Linked DNA regions of Mus musculus: region 2 is linked to region 1. Evidence: chromatin contacts called from public HiChIP or PLAC-seq data. All regions are on one chromosome and are shown on one strand. The core of a region is the stretch at or near the end of the contact, and the rest is flanking DNA. Distances in the headings are between cores, read along the strand shown.

Evidence for each region. HiChIP or PLAC-seq counts read pairs in DNA pulled down with a chosen protein or histone mark.
Region 2: an H3K27ac HiChIP or PLAC-seq map of embryonic stem cells shows a contact between it and region 1, with 2.0 times the contacts expected there. The contact joins the promoter of Tex13d here to the enhancer-like site in region 1. A contact is called at or near these places in 1 of 484 Hi-C or Micro-C datasets (nephron progenitors), 7 of 115 datasets of contacts at active chromatin or transcription factors (CD8 T cells, T-cell acute lymphoblastic leukemia, effector CD8 T cells and 2 more) and 1 of 9 other capture datasets (adipose tissue).

What each region holds. Positions count from the first base shown.
Region 1 is chrX:42,430,510-42,435,071 of GRCm38.p6, reverse strand. No RefSeq gene overlaps it. Among named protein-coding and RNA genes, the nearest start is that of B230118I11Rik, 55 kb to the right of the region's middle. Within about 2 kb of position 2,736, at least 30 of the 459 cell types and tissues checked have an H3K27ac peak or open chromatin away from gene starts, as enhancers often do. A contact at or near this core is called in T-cell acute lymphoblastic leukemia and embryonic stem cells, where this site is marked.
Region 2 is chrX:42,487,827-42,492,252 of GRCm38.p6, reverse strand. It overlaps Tex13d (testis-expressed protein 13D-like), which reads right to left and starts at 2,695. Exons shown (of 2, transcript XM_006541567.3): 1 at 720-2,695; 2 at 300-361. The coding sequence starts at 2,321. The coding sequence ends at 729.

The DNA of each region.
Region 1 (4,562 bases), core at 1,487-3,986:
AATAGTCTCCACTACCCAGAGCTGGTTCTATCTATGCCTCCACTAAACCTTGTTTTCCCCCTATCTTAACATTTAAGTACCCCATGCCCTAATAATGTGCTATTTCTGGGTCTCTTCCACAATTTAGTAATGTGTAGGAAGCAAAGTGTCCTTTACTGTTCATGTAGTTCCAGGTCTTAGCAGAAGGCTCAGCACAAAGGAATTGCTCAAAATGGGAGTTCATTCTAGGAGGGAGAGAGGGAGTGTGACAAGATAGGAGGCAGTCATTGAAAGTTAGAGGACATTTCATTTGTTCATCAGAGTTCTCTAAAGGAATAGAACTGATTGTGTGTGTGTGTGTGTGTGTGTGTGTGTGTGTGTGTGTGTGTATTGAAGGGGGATTTATTAGATTGTCTTACAGGCTGTGGTCCCAATAGTCTGATGATGGCTGTCTCAAACAAAAAGGCCACAAATCTGGTAGTTGTTCAGCCCAAGAGGCTGAATGTCTGAGCAGTTCCAATCTGGTACTGGAGTCTAGGAGGATTCCTAGAGAGCTTCTACTCTATAGTCTACATTATAATTTTGTAGAAATGGGCTTTAATACCACAATAAGAATGAATGCCTTGGCAACAGGATAAATGAACTTGCCTATACGAGGGCAAACAAGGGCAAAAAACAAAAGCTTCCTTCTTCCATGTCTTTTATGTGAGCTAAGATCAGAAAGTATGGCTCAGATTTAGGCTGGCTCTTCCAACCTCAAATGTTCCCATCAAGAAAATCCCTCACAGGCATGCCCAGCTGCTTGGATTTTAATTGGTTGCAGATGTAATCTAATTTGACAACCAACATTAGATGTCACGATGGATAGATAGGGAGGGGTAGGTCTGGGAAGAGCCGGGGGTGAATATGATCAAAATACACTGTCCAGATCCTCAATGAACTAATAAAAATTGAGAGAGATAAATCAGATGTAGTAGCATGTATCTGTATCTCAGCTCAAGGGACAGCTACCTTGTGGAATGACTCAAAGTGGCAGAAACAATAAAGACCCTGCCTCAATGAGGTGGGAAGTGAGAACCTTCTTTCTACACACACACAAACACACACACACACACACACACACACACACACACACACACCATTGATAGTATCCTGGCTAGTTTTATGTCAACTGGACACAACCAAAAGTCACCTGAAAGGATGGAACTACAATTGAGAAAATGGCTCCATGAGATTCAGCTGTAAGCCTTTTTCTTAATTAGTCATTGTGGGTGGTACCATCCCTGCGCTGGTAGTCCTGACCTCTATAAGAAAGCAGGCTGAGCAAGCCATGGAAGCAGGCCAGTAAGCAGCAACCCCTCGTGTCCTCTGTATCAGCTCCTGACTCCAGGTTCCTGTCCTGTATGAGTTCCTGTCCTGACTTCCTTCAGTGATGAACAATGATATGGAAGTGTAGCCTGAATGAACCCTTTCCTTTGGTCATGGTGTTTCATCACAATAATAGTAATCCTAATTAAGACCAACAGACATCTTATTAGCAATCTCAGGGGCTTAAAAGTGAGTTTGAACAGTTATTTTCCTCATTGGTTGAGGTAAGATCAACACCCATGAGTCAATTCCCAGGGCTAAATCCTGTTCATGTGCCATGGCTCTGTCCCTTGGATAAACATGGAAAACACAGAGATAATCCACTGTCCCTCCCCTGTTAACTCTGTTCTACATCCACTCCGTTTAGCTATTCAATTCATTCCATCCTTAGCTGTATCTTTACCCTATCCTCAAACCTGGCCTGTCATCCCACCTTCTAGAGGCCAAATAAACACAGTGACCCCACCACAATATGCAAGGTATATACTAGGCCCTGAAAGATGCAATGTGAGTGGGAGCCATACTTTGAGATCTTCTGCAAGAACTTTCCACTACTGGAGTATTCTTGAAATGGATAGAGAGACAAAAGCACAACGATGGTGGTATAAAATAAAGCCACCAGAATTGAAACAAGTTAATTAATTTTCTACAAGTTCATTATCATTATTTCATAGCATCTGCTAGTTCTCTCTATTAAAATAGGGTTGAGTAAACTTTAGCCCACCCCTTGGAGCAGATCTATGCACAATCAAGTTTTTCAGAAGAAAATGAGATAAAAATTCTGGGGACTTAAAAACTGGCTGGGGGTTGGGGAAGCTGTCCCTGACTCTGTTGCCCACCTGTGTATCCTGTTCCCCTAACTAGCTGCCTTGTCTGGCCTAAGTGGGAGAGGATGTGCCTAGCTCTGCAGTGACTTCTTGTACCAGGGTAGGTTGGGGGAACTCCCCTTCTCAGAGGAGAAGAGGCAGGGGAATGGGAAGAGGAGTTTTGGGGGGAGCTGTGATCAGGATGTAAAGTGAATAAATAAATTAATTAATGGAAAAAGATCTAGAGACCTATCCAAAGAAGAGACTTCATTCACACAGGAAGTGAAGGGTAAGTACAAGGCTTGAAGAACTATAATGGTGCTGCCTGGGTTCTGTCACTAAGCCTCTCAGGACTAGGGGAGTTGCCTGTTCCTGAATCTTATTTCAAGCCTTTTTAAAAGACTCTGTCCCTGGAGTAATCAGCAACCTGGAGTGAAGGCCCAGGCTGGAGCAAAGAGACATATGTGGATTGAAGCAAACAAGTTTTTTTTTTTTCTGACTTGCTGTCTGAGACTCAGGCACCTGCACCTGCGTGGGAACTCTTTTTCCCACCCAGAGCACAAGACAGCCTGTAGAAATCTAGTTAGGAGTCATTTCGATTCAGCATTACATCATTGACACAGTACAATAGCCTCCTGGCTCCCTTTGTTATTCCTCAAACATCTGCTTCCTCTTCCCTCCCCGTCTCCTTCTGGGGTCAAGCGCTCTTTTGTACCGGGCACCCTTCCTTTAAAAATCAATCATTCTTAATTCTCCTTGAACTAGAAAAGAATTACCGGGCCTGGCCCTCTTCCTCCCCTGGATCTGCATCTGAAACTGAATAGTTACTGGAACCCTGAAGGTTTCGCCTCTGCTCCTGGGAACAAACTGTCAGAGCTTATGTTTCTACAGTGCTGGTGATACACATTGTTTACTCAAAATGGCACAGTTCCTGCCCTAGGCCTAATTTCTTGCTATTTTGTCTATTTAGTGCTAAAAGAGCACATGTTTCCAGCAGCCACATCTTGAAGCAAGCTGGAGTCTCTACTAAAATAGGCTATACCATAGACTGCCACTCTACAGAGCACCCAGGTTGCCTAGCCCTAAATGCACACCCCCTTCAAAAGGAACCTCTGCTTTGAGATGAAAAGTTCTTTTTAAGGATAAAGATGCTCACACAATTTACGTGTTGTAGCTCAGGTGTAAAACACTGCCCAACAGAATCCTGTATTTGAACTCTTGGTCTCAGATGGTGTTTGGGGAAGTTGTGGAAACTTTCATAGGGTGTACACAGCCAAAGGAAGTGGATCTATGATGGTGGGCTGGAGCATGAGGTTATAGCCAGCCCTACGTGTCCAGTCCTATCCCTGTCTTTTGGTCCACTGATAGGTGAGGTTAAAAGAAGCTTCAGCAGCATGATTCCAGCCACTACTGTGAATCTACCTATTGCCATGCCTGCCTTCCATTATGGATTGTGTCCCCTCAACTCATGAGCCACAATAGACCCTTCCTTGCTTAAGTTGTTTCTTGTCACATATTTGCTCATGGAAACAAGAAAAATTGCTGATATAGCCAATGAAATGTAATTTTCAAACAAAAAGTCAAAGATCTTATCTATATTCTGTGTTAGAGCTGCTAAAATAAGTTATATTTTCATTAGGTGATTTTTAAATTTTATCATATATCCTTTAGTAATTTTGTACATGAATATGATATCTTTAATCATCTTATTTAAATGATTTTATTTAAAATGATTTTAAAGTCAGTCCACAGCTCCCTTCAAGGATTTCTTAATTTGATATGAAGCGAATACTTTAACTACTACAGAAAAATGAAGAAAGGGGGCAAGCAGTGGATCAGGTGAGCATTTATTTATGATTACATGTATGTGAAATTGTACTTCATCTCTCACTCCAAGTCCTCATCAGTTTGCTAAGGAGGCTGATACCATTAGAAGGTAGAAAATACCATTGCCTCCAGAAGGAGGGGGACATCAATCCACTCACAAAACCTTCAACCCAAATTTTTTCCTGCCTACAAGATGTACAGGGATAAAGATGGAAGAGAAATTGAGGGAACATCCAGCCAACGACTGCCCCAACTTGAGACCCACCCCATGGGAGCAATCCAACCCCTGACACTATTAATGATACTCTGCTATGCTTGTAAACAGAAGCCTAGCATAACTGTCTCCTGAGAGGCTTCATCCATCAACAGAAGGAAACAGATGCAGAGACCCACAGCCAAACATAAAGCAAAGCCCCAGAAGTCTTATGAAAAAGTGGGGGGATAGAATTGAGCAAACCAGAGGGGTCATGAACACCACAAGAAGACCTACAGAGTCAACTAACATGGGGCCATGGGGGCTTACAAAAATTAAACCACCAACCAAAGAGCATGCAGCGGCTGGACCTAGCCCACCCTACACAT
Region 2 (4,426 bases), core at 1,446-3,945, 57 kb before region 1:
AGTTCTTGGATGGTATTATAATGAAGCAAGTTTAGCTTCCTCAGCAGCAAGCAAATTTGTGGAGCTGCAACATCTAAAGACCACTTTAACCTATAAACTTAAAAGCCAAAAAAAAAAGCAAACAAAGGAAAGAGCATTTTTGAGAAGAAGTTCTATTTCTAAATATATAGGATTTTCAGGGAAAGAAAACTAAGAAGGAAACAAAGAAAGGTGGAAAGGGTTTCATTACGCCTTCTTCTTCTTCTTCTTCTTCTTCTTCTTCTTCTTCTTCTTCTTCTTCTTCTTCTTCTTCTTCTTCTTCTTCTTCTTCAAGAGTGTCATCCCATCAGGAACAGCCATCAGGAGTCCACCTCCTGCAAAACTGCAAAATTGAAATGCTATTAGGAAGAAATCTTGGCTTTAAAGAGTACAATAGTCAAAACAGCCCTCCTTTGTCCAAATAAATAAATAAAAAAGAATATACATATTTATAATTTTAGTTATTTAAACAAAGCAACATCAACCTATATAAAGTGTCCTTTAACTTTCTTACTGAACAATATAATCAAGATAATTTTTTATAATAAACAAAAGTGACAAAAGAAATATTTTTAAGTGTTAACCTAGCATGATAACAATTTAGTTAATTTGTATAAAGGCCTAACAGATTATTTTGTCTGTAAAGCAAGTTATTGTTGATGGGGTTGGGGGTTGTTACGAGACTGGTTTCTTTTGCTTACCTTCTGGAATCAGTGAGGCTGTCCTCCAAACTCAGCTGGCATACAAATTTTCTTGCATTTATAGCAGACTTTGCGCCATGAAAAATTCATAGACTTACACCGTGGGCAGACCCAGTTCATCCGAGAGTGTGAGCTGGGCTGGGATTCTGAAGCTGCTTCTGCTTGTGGCTTCTTGTCCTTCTTCGGCAGCTGAGGTTGCTGTTTCTTCGGGCTTTCTCTTACAGCTTGGCTCCAACTCTCCCACACAGGGATTGGAGGGGCCTCCTCCACATCTTCTTCCTTGATTTGACATCTACCGGAGTACAAGGAAGCTGGACCTGATGCCTGGGGACGATTGTCACTCTGGCTATGGAGTTGACCTTGCCCAGGAAGGTGTAGTTCCTGGAGATTCTGAAGATCTACAGCGTTGTCATATGCTTCTTCCTTCTCCGCCACCTCCTCTTCCTCTTCTTGCTCATCTTCTGCTGTATCTGTTGATTCTTCTGATGCTGCTTCTGCTGCTACTGCTGATGTTGCTTCTAGTTCTTCATTTTCTCCTTCATTGTCATTTTCAGTGTCCACTAGTGTAGCCCTATACTGAACTCCTTGACGATCTTGCTCTTGAAGGTGGCTTCTGTTGTCTCCCAAGGTATTTGTCCCCTGGCACTTCCCTGAGTTTCCCTCCTGGCTGGTGTCTCTGATGTTTCCTGCAGGTACAGCACGCTGGGTGACCAGAGGACCTTCAGTAGTATACGTGTAGCTTCTCTGGTCCCACACACTAGCTGGGTTCTGGGAGCATGGTGCAGCAAAAGGACCAGAAGGATATGCAGGAGGTAACGGAACTGGAGCTACAACACCTGCTTCTGTTTCCACGACTACTGAAGGTGAGAAAGGCATTAAGAATGGAGATCCCGTTAGGAATGGTGGATGTGCTGGGAGCTGATATGGCACTGGAACTGGCACAGTTGGTTGCATGGCCAGGGGCCAGGAACTTGTGCTTCCTGGCATGTAAAAGACATTTGTTGCAGCTGACATTTGTGCCTCCAAATACCGTCTGTCGTATGCCCCCACTGTACCCATAACTCTCGCATGATCTGGACTCAGGGGTACCACTGAAGCCCCAAGCTGTTGGCTTTGAATATCATGAACCAGAGGAGCCATCTGGACTGATCTTTCAACATGGTGCAGCCTCCGGCGCAACAGATCACACTCCCTCATCGCCTGCTGTAGAGCGGCTTGAGTAGAAATCAACTGGGTGACCGCCTCCTCTCGCTGTTGACGGAGCTGCCACAACTCCGAGACTGAGGCCCTGGGAGCCGAGGGGAGCTGCCCGAATGCATCCTGTGACAACCCAACCATATAAGCCTGCTGCTCACGCTGCCTTGCAGCTATTCGCACACCCAGTGCCAGGGCACTCCAGGTACAGGCCCTTTTTAGAGAACGTGGCACCTGAGGATCTATCAAAATGGCGCGAAGTTGGTCTTCTATCTCATTCCAGGGCCGCATGCGGAAAGCCAAGTAAAATTCGGGCCCACCTCCATTCATGAGGATTTCATTGTTAATAAATCTAATTACTTCACTGTGGCGAAAGCCGGTGGAGTGGTCGCCCCAGTCCATCGCCATGGTCAACGCGGCCTAGTCACGCTAGCGGGCCTGACTGAATTCCGCCACTGTCTCTCAATGGTCACAGCCGCTGTGCTGCCAGTCCTGTTCCCCTCTTCCCTCTGGCTCAGTCCTAAAACAGTTCTTGCCCAATCTCACAAAAGAACAAAGTTAATCCTCTCACCACCTCAGCCTCCTCCGGACGACACCCAGGACCTCCAGCGGTCGAAGACCGTAATGGCTACAAAATGGCAACTGTAACAGATAAACGGTCAACTCAGAACGTTACGTCACCAGCTTAAACGTCATAGAGAGCGCGCCGCTTGGCCCAGCGCCACCTACAGATAGCCGTGGTAGGGACAGCAATGAGCCAGAAGCCACGGGCTTGGTTAACATGAGCTTGGGAAAGAAAATAGCCAAGATGACACAAAGAATTCATAGCCACGCATTAGAATTGAATGTGAATGCATAAGGGCTGCTCAGAGTTCAACTCTGACTCTCAAGCTTTTTATTATCGTTTAGGTTTTGCTGTTATGAGTCCAGTGGTAGAGAGCTTGACCTGGATTAGGGAGCAGGAGGTTCTGGGTTTCATCGGAAGTGCAGTAAGAATAGTCGATATGAAGTATTCTTTTAAACTAGCCTAGGTGACTGACATCTGCAATCCCAGCATTCTGGAGGTGTAAGCAGAAAGGATAGCTTGAGCTATAGAGTGAGACTTTATGTCAAAAAAAAAATCACAGGGATAATTATAGTTTGGGAATGAAGTAAGCCAATTTCAGGACAGACACTTTTTTCTGTTTTTTTTTTTGTTTTTTGTTTTTTTGTTTTTTGTTTTTTGTTTTTTCCCTCTCAGCCTCCCATATACCTCTCAGCCTCATATCTCTTTCAAATTCATGACCTCTTTTAGCATGCATACATATAGACTCAGGTTTGAGAGTGCTTTATGCTACGAGTTTTAGTGTTGTTCTTTCTTAAAGAAATATGAAAATTTTCTTTTCATATAAAACCATATTGACTTAATTAAGAATTAATTAACTAAGAATTTTAATATTTTATTATTTTCTTAACATCATTCCTCGAAGTGTATGAAATTAATGTATCACTGAATTATATTGTGTTAGAATGTTTGCTTTTAAAACTGTTTGAATTTCTGAGTTTCATTTAAAAAGTTACTTCTTTGAATTTTGGCTTGGGATTAGAATAGAATTTCCAATAACTTTTGAAATAGCCCTAAATATATTTCTCACATTTTATACTATGTGTTTATATGAAGTGGTAGCCTCAGCATTGATGGTTATAAAATAAAAATAGTAATTGACTCTGAAAGTGTTGAAGATGCTCTATATTCTGTAGTATCAACTATTCAGCCAAGATTTAATTCTTCATGTAAAAATAATCAAATACATCCATTTCCTTGCCATGTAAATTTGCTTTCATCTTTAATAAATGATCAATTTATATGTCTACCAGAGACATGTTTTTAAAATACATTTCTTTATGATTTATTATCAGTAGATGCTTGATTTTTATATATCTATTTTACATATCCATCCACCTGGGTTGTGAAAGAATTCTTGGGGGAAAATGAGCTGGTAACAGAAAAAGTTTAGGAAACCCTGTTCTAGATAGTCTTTTAACATACTATATGCTCCAAAGGACTTGGGAAGTCCCACAAGCGTGGCTTTGGTGTTGCAGCCCACCAGCATCTCTCTCCATCACTCTGCTTGCAGTTTGCCTTGGGAGATATTCCACATTCCTGGCATTTCTTTTGGAGAAAACACATTTCAGCTACACTTTCACTCTCACAGTTTCACACCTAACCTCTTCATTGTTTCCTATGGGGACCTTACCTTTGCACATATTGCCTGGCCTCCCATGGTTTCTTTTGAAGTATGGGTAGAGGCCTCCGTGTTCCTCAAGCACTAAATTTTGTATACTTGCCAAATCACTATCCCATGGATGAGGCCATGATCCTTGTCAACATAGTCACTAACCTTTCAACTACAGCCACAGTGGCCTCTGAGTGCTTAGGGCATAAGAAAGGAAGCAGAATGGGAGAGATGAGGGGGAAGAGAAATTACTAAAACAAGTTTTGTTTGAGAAATGCTAGAATGAAACCTAATTCT